Linked DNA regions of Arabidopsis thaliana: region 2 is linked to region 1. Evidence: chromatin contacts called from public capture Hi-C data. All regions are on one chromosome and are shown on one strand. The core of a region is the stretch at or near the end of the contact, and the rest is flanking DNA. Distances in the headings are between cores, read along the strand shown.

The links. Capture Hi-C pulls out chosen DNA fragments and counts their contacts.
Region 2: a contact with region 1 is called in a capture Hi-C map of seedling, with 2.4 times the contacts expected there. The contact joins the promoter of HB6 here to the promoter of CSI1 in region 1. A contact is called at or near these places in 1 of 26 Hi-C or Micro-C datasets (root) and 1 of 3 other capture datasets (seedling).

What each region holds. Positions count from the first base shown.
Region 1 is chr2:9,401,392-9,408,176 of TAIR10.1, reverse strand. It overlaps CSI1 (binding protein), which reads right to left and starts at 2,118. Exons shown (of 8, transcript NM_127781.5): 1 at 1,827-2,118; 2 at 1,319-1,489; 3 at 924-997; 4 at 1-704. The coding sequence starts at 1,384. It overlaps AT2G22122, which reads right to left and starts at 5,110. Exons shown (of 1, transcript NM_201779.2): 1 at 4,342-5,110. The coding sequence starts at 4,815. The coding sequence ends at 4,633.
Region 2 is chr2:9,522,185-9,529,552 of TAIR10.1, reverse strand. HB6 (homeobox protein 6) reads left to right here and starts at 1,708. Exons shown (of 3, transcript NM_127808.3): 1 at 1,708-2,010; 2 at 2,090-2,469; 3 at 2,598-3,565. The coding sequence starts at 1,941. The coding sequence ends at 3,083. AT2G22440 (non-LTR retroelement reverse transcriptase) reads right to left here and starts at 643. Exons shown (of 2, transcript NM_127809.2): 1 at 319-643; 2 at 1-81. The coding sequence starts at 643.

The DNA.
Region 1 (6,785 bases), core at 869-3,368:
GTTTTGTAATGTCTGCAGTCAATACACTGGAACAAACAGAGGCGTCTTCCATCATCATACACGCAAGAAGGAAGCAGACATTAGATAGTGTACTTGACTGCCCGCTTGTGAGCAGCTTCACAAGTACATCCACTCCCCCAGCTCGAATTGTCTCAGACCAAAATCCCTCTGTGGTACTAGAAAGGTTCTTAAGTGCACCAGTTAACAAACCATCAACCTCTCCTTTTTTATTTCCACTGCGCAATTGGTCCCACAGAACCGGTACAACTCCCTCAGTGGAAAATATTTTTGATCCAACATGGTCTTTAACCCCACCTTCAGAAACAGCATAGATTGTCTTTGCTGCAGCGATCTGCCCTTCGACTGAACTGGACTTGAGAAGACCAAGCAATGGAGGAATGCATCCCCCAAGTAACACCTTAACTCTAAGTTCGTTCTCCTTGCAGAGTGAACCCAAGACGGTTGCAGCTTGTATCTTCACTCCAACTGATCCCGATCGGAGAAGAGAGACAAGTACTGGCACAGCTTGGGAGTGTGATCCGACAGCACTGAATGCATTCTCACGCATTTCTATAAGGTCCAGTAACTGCTTCAGACAATATTCTCTTTCTTGTGCAGATGATGAACCTTGGCGCAGCTGCTCAATGCATTGGGCAACACTTGCTAATGTCCCATCTGGATCTTCCATGCTGGTTGTCCGGTCTCTGCAGGGGATGGGGAAAGTTAGATACTAATTCGCTAATAGGTGTGCCTTTCTGCTTAAAATGTCTCATTTGAAAGGATAACATAGGAAACCAATCCAGATAATATTAATTTCCACAGGCATTGTTAAACCAAGATGGTGGTGCAACAAATACAGATAAAACCTCAATTTTATCACGATGATTAGCTCCCATGCAGTACCAAATACATATATGCGTTACCTCAAACTCATCTTTGTGGTTGAATGTGGAGTTGGGGGCTCTGAATCATGCATCTTCATATCCCCATTTCTCTCCTGCAATCAAGACCAAACAACAGAAAATAAGTTAAAAGAGCAACAAGACCTTTTCGCTCCTATGCAATGGAAAAACTATAACCTTTATCATGACACTCTATCAGATATAACTGACTGGTACAAAGCCATTAATTAACAATGGACTTAGCTCAAGTACTTTTTTCAAATCAGATTCAAAATGCAAGGGACATATCAGCTTAATCATCCTGCTAATACACCAGATCTGACTTTGCAACTCAGAAAGATTGCAGTATATCAACTAAACAAGCTTTTCCATAAACCCGTGTGATGAATGTTAATACTGAATCAAGTAATTATTACCGTGTCACTTGGGGCAAGGCCATTTCCATTAGTGGAAGGAAATCTCCATCCAAGAGCACTTGTCATATCTTCACTTCACTTAAAAAATTCTCAAATCAAAAGTAGACCCAGAGACCTTGCCCCCTACCCAGATCTACTCAAATCAGATCGTCAGAACATCAACAACACCCCCTGCATAATATATAAAAAGGATCAATCTTTACAATAGAAAACGATACAGTGAAGTAGGAAAAGCTCAATGCAATTATATTATAATTGAAGACTAATAGTATAAAAATATCACTCTACCTAACTGAATTCTACTACTGCTAAATCTCGATCCGAATCGTTTAACATTCCAGATTCGAACTAAAGCTAAATGAGGAAACTTTTTAACCAATAGGAACTCAAAAAACAGGATTCTTCAGATCTAGATCATAATTGGATCTCTATCAATGAAATCAAACACAAGAGATCCGATAATTCAAAAAGCATGCATTTAGACATTGATAGATCAAATTGAACTCACCTCAATGCAACAAGGAGAAGAAGATGAACAATCTGTTACGTAGAAGAGAAGCGAATAAGACGAGAGAAAGGAGAGAGGAGTGAGAGAGAGGTTTCTTCTTCTTCTTCGTCTGTGATTTTGACTCAACAAAGTATAAAGCGGGGGAGAGAGAGAGGGAAGAGAGAGAGCTGTGTGTGTGCTGGTGAGAGAGAGTGATCAGATTGGAGCCGGCTTTGTCCACCGACAGACAGCGAGTGGATTCACTTAGCGACTCGAGCCGGCTTGAGTCGGTTGTCGAGCCGACAGAACTAAACGACTCTTGTACAGCGAATGGTATACTTAATTGTTTTTTATTACTTTCTTTAATCAAAAATAAATGAGGAAATTGACTTTTAGCTGTGAATTAATTATTTACATCAAACATTTTTTTTGTTAACAAAAATTATATAACTGTTTTTTTCCAGCAATTAGCCAATTAGTAAACATTTTGGTTCATTTGTTCAAGCAAAATTTTACATTTTATAAATTTGATTAACCTTTTTATCCAAAACATCCGTAGAATTGAAACAATATAAGAAAAAATATTATACCACAAAAATTACACACACGAATAAAAATATTGTCTAATTTATTTCTCAGATAATAACTTAATTAGTTAATTGTCTCTAAGTTTAGATTATGTTACCAAATTATCACTCATGGGGTTATCTCGATTTTTTAGTGCAACACAGTCATTACAAATATTTATTTAATATTTTTCAAAAGGATATCAAAAATAAATTGTCTATTTTATTGTGTCATTTAACATGTTGAAGTAAGTTATGTAATAATCAAAAGTTATCTCTTACAAGATCAATCGGATAAACAATCAAGAAAAAATAATAAAATATACTGATGAATTAATAAAAAGAATAATAGTAAGATCTGCAGTAGTTGTTGTTATTGGTCCTATTATGTTGATTTGTTACCAAACTTGATTAATTAGCCCATAACAATGGCGATAGTAAAGGTTTCTATCTACCACCAATTGTCATCCACAACATAATCATCACGAATTCTATATATATGGACAAAAAGTATAATAACTATTTTTACGGCTTCCTTCACATCTAAATTATTTTCCATAATTGTTCAAAAATCGCGACAGCAGTTCTTTTCGTCTGAAAGTGAGAGAAGTCGGGGGAGCAAATTATAAGGATGGTAAAACATATAACGTGGGAGAGAAAAAGCACATGGCCTCATGGCTCATGAGAATCAAAGATTCTAAGTTTTAACTATTCTTTTGTTTTTTCCTCGACGCATGTTTTGTTTCTATCGACAACTATGCCCATAAAAGCATATGATATGCACAATTATGATAATCATATGAATGCACATGTGCTCTTTCTTCCTAGCCAATTATGATCATTGACGATCATCACTATACCATAAAAATGACTGGACAAAGTCATATTCTTTGATGCTTCTTGTCACAACTTGATACATCCACTTTCCCGAACCGTATAAAACCCAAGAAGCAAAATTCTCATATAGATCTCATAGATTCGTTCGAAATATGTTAAATTTGCATCGGATATAGAAGGTGAAGGCTGCGTCTCCGGCCGGTGAACCGTCGTTTTACTGATCTTGTTTCTATTATGTTCCGATTTGGACCACTTTTTTGTAACCCGTGAAATTCTTAGCCCATCTGTCAATAGACCGTTTGGAAATGAATATCTAAAAAAAAAAAAAAAGATGTGAAGTCCATATTTAATCAGTGCCCGGCATTGGAACGTAGTAAGTTTGAGGAAGCATCAACTTGTAGCCGTGAAATTAATATTATGGTTTTTAGTGGTTTTAATTTAGCGTGTCATAAGTGAGAGTAAAAGAACTCTTTGATATTTCATTTTCATACATATATAATTTACTTCAATATAATGGTTTGATGAGGGTCTTATCATACATTTGATTTTTTCTTTTATTTTAGTGTTACATTTTAACTTAATTCTTACGTACATCTTTTCTTAATAGACTATTTTCTCATTATTATTTTTGGTTTCTCTCTCTCATTTTTTACATTTTGATTTTGTTTGCAAAGATTTGAAAGTCATCTTTGCCAAAAAAAAAAAAAACCAAAAAAAAAAGATTTGAAAGTCATCATCTAGTCCTCTTGATGAGTAGATTGTCATTGTTTTTTTTGCTAAATTGTAAATATTTCATAGATAATGAAAACAGTTTAGGTTGTAAACATAGAATCTGAGACCTATAGATATGGTAATGGATCCAAGACAAAAAGAAATAAAAACATATAGACACTCCTCCTCTCTCTCTTTTCTACAAATCATACAAGTTTCAATCATACGCAATACAATTTAGGTCAGACACAATTATATATAAAATCAACAGTCACTGAGAAAGAAAACAGAACTAAACAAATTATAAGTTTTAATTAATATATAAAATTTTCGATTTATTTTAAGCTTGTAGGCTTGTAGCATTCAACTAATTTATAGGCTGAATAGACCACTCGTGTTTTATGCAAGTCTCACAAATTTGGTAAACGTTTTGGCGAAATTCAAAAATTAAAAACTTCAAAATAGATTGTCAATAGAGATATATCTTACATGTTGATTGAAATCTACGAAAATATACAAAGTTTTTTTTAATACAATCGACATTGAAAAAAAAAAAAAAAGAACACAAATTACGTAACTTGATACAAAAGACGACCACTTGTATATCACATCGCATCACATCACACATAGTGACATAGAGACACATAAAGTCAACTGAAAATAGAAGAAAATATCTCACACTTCATAATTCACTCTTGTCTTTCTACTTTTTCTTAAGTCGACAACGGAGAAGACTTGACCGGAAATACTCTATTACCGGCGGAAGAAACGCCACCTCCTTCTTCACCGTCAACACCGCCATCTCTTCTCTTCTCCAACTTCTTTTTCATCATCTTCTCCTTCTGCTTCTTCTGCATGACTTGAAGTTGTGCATAGTTTGCTCCCATCGAAGACATTTTGTGATTATAGTTCGATTATATGTTAGTTAATTTGATTATTATAATGAACAAAGAGAATGTGTGGTTAAAGGAATAATGAAGTGAAGGATGAGTTTGGTTATAATGATGAAGAGAAGTTGTCGTAATTTATAGAGAAAGGACTTATGCTTTATGGCCGTTGGATATGATTCCATTCTCATCATTATGCTTCTCCATGCTCATTCTCTTTATCCCTTGAATTTTTTTATTTTCCTTAACTTTAATCGATTCATTGTCTGACTTTGACCCATTTCGCCGAATTTAAAATAGTTAAAAAACTATTGCACTGATATTTTTATGGACAATATCAGCTAGGGGTGGGCGCAAGGCGAGTACTTGCTAATTTAGGGATACTTGTTACTCGACTTGCCTTGTACGAATAATCAAAATAACTATTTGTATTTGGCTTGTTAAAAACGAGTACTTGTAATTACAAGTACTTGCTAAAATATGATTGCCTTGTCATGTTACTTGCTACTTGCGAGTTATTTATACATACTTGTGAGTTATTATTTGCTCATTGCGAGTTATTTACAAATATTTACGAATTATTATTTGCTACTTGCGAGTTGCTTACAAGTTATTTGCAAGTATTTGAGAGTTACTTGCAAGTAACACTTTCGAATTACTTAAAATTACTTATTACTTTATTTATCATATTTTTTACATGTTTAAAATTTACTTTATTTCTAATGTAGTTTTTAAATGTGTAACGCTAAAACAATACAATATATGTATATAAAATAGTAAAATAATAACGAGTAACAAGTCAAACGAGTCGAGTATTAATTTTTTTTCATTACTTGTTACTTAACTTGTACTTGCAAGTATCTAAATTATACTACTTGTTACTTGCCTTATTAATAACGAGTACTTGTTTTTTCAAAGCGAGTACGAGCCAAGTAGCGAGTATAGGACGAGTAACGAGTACTTGTGCCCAGCCCTAATATCAGCGTTTTAGCTAGTGTATATGTAAACTTTTACATCCTAAAAAATTCGAATACCAGAAAAACAATCCTACTAACCTTGAAACTCGCAAGCAATTGAAAAACATATGTATCATTTTAAGATAGTTCTTTAGTTTCTTTTTCTCTTTATTTTTTGTTCTTCAGTTTCTTCTTGTGTATAAGTATAACATTTGATGCTTCCATGATAATTAACGACATTTAACACCCACGTTCTACGTGTTAAAAAGGGCATCAGTCTGACACATGAATTTCATCAACATTTTGTTTTACCTTTTTTTTGTTGGTTATATTTATACAGTGATAACAACATTTATTATTATTTTCTTACGTTAAGAGCACAAGAAAAAAAATATTATGCATTTAAACATTTATAATATTTTTTTAAAAAAAACAAAGAAAATTAAGAAGACAAGAGATATTTGTTTCTAGTTTCCTTTCCTTATTTGGTGTAGTTTTCTGGAGATATTTTTATCTTTCGCCGGCTTAGTTTTCGAAAGAGTTTCGACTCTAATCAGTTTAATGTTTCAAAACCGCATTCTATTTTGTATTCCATGTTTGTGTAATATAATGAATCATTCGGACGCAAATAAAAAGTAATAACACGGTAGCGACAATAATCAATTTTTTAAAAGGACATTAATATTAAAGGGTATTAATCAATATTATTAAGGTACACACCAAAAATATAAATATTATTAAGGTACAAGTTGGTTTACTTTTTGTTTTTTAAAACAAGAATGCATGTTTAGTCGCTTATGATAATGTATTTATTCGTGAGTTAGACAAATATTTCATCACGTTTAAAAATTAAATTGTTAGCGTAACTAATTATAAATAGCTTTGTTTTTTTGTTAAAGAATTATTCAGTATTTTTAGTTCATATATAGTGAAACAAGTGGGTAATAACTAAAATACATATAAATAATAATCGAACTAGAAAGGAGGCATTATCTACATATGGTGGCCTTCGCTTTAAGGTCG
Region 2 (7,368 bases), core at 459-2,958, 120 kb before region 1:
TTTCTCCAATTCCAAATTCTCGGTCACGCCAAAAAAGGAAGTCGAAATTATAGAAGAGAGAGTTTCTAGGGAAAATATTCCCTGAGGTAGGAATAGGCGATAAAGCCCAAATCTGTCTCGAAGGTGGACAATGAAACAATAGATGGTTGATTGTCTCTTCTACTTCTTCGCAACGGGGACAACCTTTATCTGTACCCATATGGCGATATGTCAATCTTTGACAAGTGGCTAAACAACCCGAGATACATTGCCACACGAAATGCATAAGCTTCCGCGTAGTTTTAAGCTTTCATACTTGTGCCTGAAGTGCCGAAACACCTGGTCCCTGAAAAGGGGGGTCACAAGTAGGACGAGAAAGATCTCTCGCGACCCAATATCCTGACTTAACAGTATAATTACCGGATTTAGTGTGAGACCAGCTAAAGCCATCACTCAAGTAGGTACGACTTGGGCGAATCCCTAAAATGAGTGGAATATCAACGGGATCGATCAGTGCTTGGAGACGGTCCAATTTCCACAAATTTGTGTTTTGGTCAATTAAATCATTGACATAGAGTAGAGAATCTCTTATGTTAAGAATGCTCTTTGCAGGCCGCGCTAGGATAGTGGGAATCCATGGATCTTTCCATACGCGAGTCAGCATTCCAGAACCTATGGTCCTCCGAAATCCAAAGACAAGAAGAGGTTTGGCGCATTTTCACCTCTAAAATAAACACAATTTCATGTTGATATTAAGGTTGTTAGTTTCGATCCAAAAGAATTATTTTGACTATAGTTAAGATGATGTTATACCTAAAAAATATAATTTACATTTTATAAAGAAAACAAACTAATTATATTATCAATGGATGATACCGGATATAGGAACTTATAAGGTGAAAAAAATCAAAGAACCAAAAACCCAAAAACTTTCCAAATATATAAGAGAATATAAATATGTTTTGGAGAATCAAAAGAACCTAACCCAAATAAAAAGAAAGCAAAAAACTCACTCTTGTTGCTGTCATCGAGGCCCAACAGCTCTTGTCTCATTTTTGCATTGCCACGAAAGTCATCACCCTATAACTTTAATTTATAAATTTTTTAATGGGTTAGAGAAAATAAAAAACGCATATAATCCAATTATTACAACTTTAACAAATTAAAGAAGACATGATGATTAGATTACCATGCGAATAAGACAAACATATTTTGTAAAATGTTGTCAAAAAAATATCTCTAAAGCATTCATGATTTTAGCATTTAACAAAATAATTCTGATAACCAATTTTGTTACACACTACTATAAAACTTCTAAACACAATATTGTGATGTTATAATAACTTTTACATGGTGAATAGACAATTTCAAAAGATTAATAAAAAGAAAACTCGATTATTCAATTTTTAAAAATAGATTATTAATTTAACACAGAGATTCCTTTCCACGTATAGCTTGAGTGGAGCTGAGCCGATTAGTATAAGCCGAGCCATATTATATCCGTTTGAGATTAATTTTATTTTAATTGATTTTTTAATCTTCTCTTACACGAGTTCCAGTGATACCGGAAGAAACCTGGAGGTAACTGGGTATAGCCGGTGGACCCCCTCAAATTTATTTTAACAAAAAAAAAAAAATCATTTACAAAAGAAAACACCCAAGACAATATCTACTTAACCATGGTTACTTTCTAACCCAACCTTTGAGTTTATTTAAACTGAGAGAAAGTGTGAAACCAAGCTTGTTCATATGGAAAACGCTCATCAACCTCAACAATCTCTCTCCTCTCTCTCTCTGTATATAGAAGAATCTCCATTGTCTTTAATTTCTCTCCATTTCTCTTTCTCTCTTCCTTCAAAGTTTTCTCTTTTCTTGATGGGTTTAAGAGAGTAAAGATCATCAAGTACTATGCATTAAATTGAGAAGTTATTAAAAATTTCGAAAGTAATTAAAGATTGTTGATGATGAAGAGATTAAGTAGTTCAGATTCAGTGGGTGGTCTCATCTCTTTATGTCCTACAACTTCCACAGGTACTTAGCTAATTTTCTAAACAAGTCCTTTAATTAATCTCATCTTTGTTTGCTAATTGTTCTTCTTATGGAATTACAGATGAGCAGAGTCCGAGGAGATACGGTGGGAGAGAGTTTCAGTCGATGCTTGAAGGATACGAGGAAGAAGAAGAAGCTATAGTAGAAGAAAGAGGACACGTGGGCTTGTCGGAGAAGAAGAGAAGGTTAAGCATTAACCAAGTTAAAGCTTTGGAGAAGAATTTTGAGTTAGAGAATAAGCTTGAGCCTGAGAGGAAAGTTAAGTTAGCTCAAGAACTTGGTCTTCAACCTCGTCAAGTTGCTGTTTGGTTTCAAAACCGTCGTGCTCGGTGGAAGACAAAACAGCTTGAGAAAGATTACGGTGTTCTTAAAACCCAGTACGATTCTCTCCGTCATAACTTTGATTCCCTCCGCCGTGACAATGAATCTCTCCTTCAAGAGGTATAAAAATTCAACCTTTTTGATAAAAGATTGAAACTTTTGTTGATTCAAAGTTAAAAAAATTGAAACTTTTTACCAATCTTGAGATTTACAAGAGAATTGAAACTTATGGTTTTGGTTTGATGCAGATTAGTAAACTGAAAACGAAGCTTAATGGAGGAGGAGGAGAAGAAGAAGAAGAAGAGAACAACGCGGCGGTGACAACGGAGAGTGATATTTCGGTCAAGGAGGAAGAAGTTTCGTTGCCGGAGAAGATTACAGAGGCACCGTCGTCTCCTCCACAGTTTCTTGAACATTCTGATGGTCTTAATTACCGGAGTTTCACAGATCTACGTGATCTTCTTCCATTAAAGGCGGCGGCTTCTTCATTCGCCGCCGCAGCTGGATCTTCAGACAGTAGCGATTCAAGCGCTCTGCTGAATGAAGAAAGCAGCTCTAATGTCACTGTGGCGGCTCCGGTGACGGTTCCAGGAGGTAATTTCTTCCAGTTTGTGAAAATGGAGCAGACGGAGGATCATGAGGACTTTCTGAGTGGAGAAGAAGCTTGTGAATTCTTTTCCGATGAACAACCGCCGTCTCTACACTGGTACTCCACCGTTGATCATTGGAATTGAAGCTGAAAACACCACCGGAAGAGATTTTGGATTGGATTAGATGCTCTTTTCTTCTCTGTGGAAAAAACAGAGGAGGGCAAAATGGGAATAAAGTTAAAATTGAAGGGTGAAAGGGCAATTAAGGAAGGGTTAAGTCTGGGCGGGAATAATGATTTAGGGTGAATTTGTAATTATGCTTTTTCTCTAGTGATTTTCGTGCACTTCTTGTAATTAAGGATCATCAGATCAAAGAGAAATTGAGAAGGGGTTAACATGTCAAAGGCAAAAATTCAGCATGGGCTCTTTAAATTACAATTGACCCTTGAAACCTAAATTATACCACTTCTGACCCTTAAATCAATTTTTGAATCATAAAACTACAGTGTGACTTCGTGTATTTAGTTCTAGTGTATTATGGGATTTTTTTCAAAGAGAATGCACCTCAAAGTCTCAGCTTTAAGTCTAATGTTTGGGTAAAAAACACACCGAACTTCAGATCCAAAACCTCTTGATAGAAAAAACAAAATAGATGTGTTATACACTTTTTTTTTTTTTTTGAATCTGTTAAATATACTTTTAGTGTAGTTTGTTTTGTGATTTGAATTAAAACTTTAGTATAAATCAATTTATTACATTTTCGATTACCGGAAAGTATTCATGTCATTAAGGTTTATTTAGTTCAAACTAATTTTTTTATTTCATTCTGTCTTATTTGACCTATAAAATCTAATTTAGCTTAAAAAGGTATTGTCATGTACCACTAATTTATAATTACTAACTTATATACTTTAATTAGTGATATAAGGTGAAACTTAGCAGTAATGACAACAAATAAAAGATGAAGATATATACTTAAAGGCGGTAAAAGATGATAATAAGAATCCGACCAAAAAAAAGATGTGATAAATAAAAAATAGATTGTACAATAAGTTTTAATAATATTTTAAATAATCATAAAATAAAAAGAAATTTGTTTTAATATTTTCTTACCAAAACCTCAACATAATATAGTAAAAAGCCAATAATACAAGACTTTGTACCGTCAGTTTTTTTATGATTTATAAGACCTAGATTTATAATATAATTCAATACCACTGTTATTTACTATAGCTTTGATTGATAATTTATTTGGGGGAGAAACTTTGACAAGAGAATTGGCACGAGGTTATGAAGATTTTTGGAGAAAAAACATTGACAAGACGAAAAAGTTGTTGCTAAGATACAGCTTCCAAAATGCGATTTATGCCATCAGAAATGAGCGAAACAAAAAAAAAAGACATGGAGAGCAAACTTCCCATCTGGAGATGCTAGCAAAGATAATAGATAAACATGTTTGAAACCGTCTAAGTACCATGAAGTGTGTTAGAGTAGAAATGCATACAAGCAAAATTTAAGTCTGGTTTGCGTCTATGCACTAGTGAAAGAAGTTGTGTCTCATTTAAAATGTTTCAAGTAATTGGTAATTATTTGTAAAAATGTGTATTTTTTTGAATATAATTTAACACTAAATTCAAAAAAGTAAAAAATAATTTGGGGTATACCTCTTAGCATCTTATAGTGATAAGTTTTTTTTCTTAACAATATGCATTATACAGATTTAAATTGATGTAGTAACACAATGACTTCATTAGTAAAAACCTAAAAACTACTTCATTATAGAGGTTAAATTCCTCAAAACTGTATAATGTTATTATTTAAACACTATCATTAGGTTTGCTGTTCAGATTTGATTTGATTCGAATTCGAGTTGTCTCGGTTTGTGTAACCAACAGTGTATTGATTGTTAAAGAAAACTAATTATGCTTAAAGGTAAACCGGCAAAGCTTTGGACCACCTCGAATAAGATCATTATAATAATAATACCGGAATCTTCTAATTAATTAGAATTCTTAATGCATCTTTGATTCTTTATATCTTTTTTACTGTTAGATCAACTAAAACATGTCGATGATCAGATCTTCCTATAACATTACTGTGTTAGATTTAACAGTACGATGTATATAATTTCCTGTGTTTTATATTCAGTTATTCACCTTTCTATAGTTTAATCACAAAGCAGGTTTCTTGTGATTGGGCTAAAGACACATTTATGTTGTGAATTGTTTGCTCAACGCATACAATATATCCCAATATACCTAGAGTCGAAGATAGGGAATAGAGTCTAGCTAAGAGATACTATAGTACATGCTACATCGAGGAACATAGATAATCAATTTAGACTATTAAATCATTATGGACCAACTATCTTCAAATTTTGAATATCTAAATTGTTGAAATCCCGACTCAAAGTTACATCAAATTAGCACTTATAATCACTCACTAAAAATAATGAAATAAAAATGAAGAAAAAACTTGATTTCGATATTAACTACTTCTGAAAGAATACCTAAATCTCGACCTCATTGTAGAAATTTTTTTGTAATAGATTTTTTTCTAATCTTTCTGTTTTTCTTTCTCTAAGAGCATTTCCAACTCATATCACTATATTTTATTTTTTTCCAAAATAGAGTAATTTTAATTTGGAGTTTGGGTTTTACTCAAAATAAAGTTTTGAGATAAACATGGAGATAGATCGGAGATCATCTAAGAAAAATTTGCATGTGGTCCAACCAGGGGATTGTGAAATCGAACAGGTTACAAATCAACAACAAAACCAAATACCTAATTAGTTTGGTTTTATGTTTATTCAAATATATTTTTGTGTGTAGGTTTAAAGATTATGCATAACCGAGATGTTGATACTCGATAAAAGTTTTGATATCCGAAAAATAGTTTTTGGTTTGGTTTGCAACTTAATTTTTTATTTTTTTAAGATATTGAGATATTTATTTTGAATCAGATATTTAGCTTTTCACCTATTTTTAAATGGATTGATAAGATATGTTTTTATAATATAACTCAGCATTCTGATATTTTGAGTTAGGTATTTCACTATTCATATATTAAAGACCACGTGAATGTGATTTGGATATTTTACATTTACACGTTCCATAACATTTAAGCAAGAAAATAGATCTAACGGATCCAAGTTTCTCAACGCATTGGATAATAAAATATATAACACATGAAAGTATAACAAGTTTTAGTGCTCAATCCTAACTTGGAATGATGTTCATATGCATGTTTCATAATACAAATGGTTTACAATGTCTATGGCGAACACTGGTCGAATTAGAATGACTATATACAATGTTAGAGTATGATATGGGATAGCCTATAGATTTTGCGGCCAAAAAAGTGAAATTTGTTAAAGTAGGGATTGAATTTAGGGTTGTAGAAAAACATTGAAGGATAAAAGTAATATGACAAAAGGAGGAAGAAGAGAAAGGGAACACGTGATTGGACATCATATACATCTTTTCTTTCCTAATCCCACGACACGACATATCTCTTCTATTTTTTCTTCGTTTATAGAAAGCATCTAAAGTAATTTTTCCATTTTTAGATATATATGGAGAAGTCAAAAAAATAAATAATGAAAGACCAACAACTATGAAATATATATGAATCGATCGGATATTTATTTTAGTTTGAATATCTTACCACTTCAAGTCTTAAACCATTGAAGGTCAAGTATAGTGATGGCTTTGCCATTTATAATTTTGTTGAATTGAAAATGGACAGTATGTTTTAGTCATTTCACTATTATTAATGACAAATAGGAATCAAATAATTCATAATTGTTAGTTATTCCATCGCAATTAAAGTCCAAGTAAACGTACATATGGTACTAGAGTTAATCCATCGTAACTTTCATATGTTTTTGCATAATATAAGATGTTTTTTTAATCCAAAAAGCCAACCCTCAAAAAAAAAAAAATTAAACAGAAAAACAATTTGCACAATCTATAATGGTTCACAAACCAATGTGAAACATCATATTGAGAAGTAACTTAGCATCAATTCTAAGAATAGATATAAACCAGAAAACTATAATTATAAGAAAATTATGTAGATGATAACATATTGATAATAGATAATCAAAATTTATAAGATCAGAATCCAAATTGTGTAAGAACCTCTAAAGTGTATAAATTTAATATGGTAGCAGAAAATAATAACAAAAAAAATCAGATTTGAAAGAAACTTGCCCCCAAGAAAAAAGAAAGAAAGAACTCCAAGAAATAAATAAAAAGTGATTCCATTTTTTGTATATATTTGTTCCATGGATAAAATAAGGGAATAAAATACAGTAATTGGTGGATGGGAAGGATAAATCATGAAGGTGCTTTTTAGAGAAAAAGGTCGTCAGTCGTGATTGTGCGCGTACGTGAAGTGGAAGCATGAAGCATCATTTTTAGTGAAT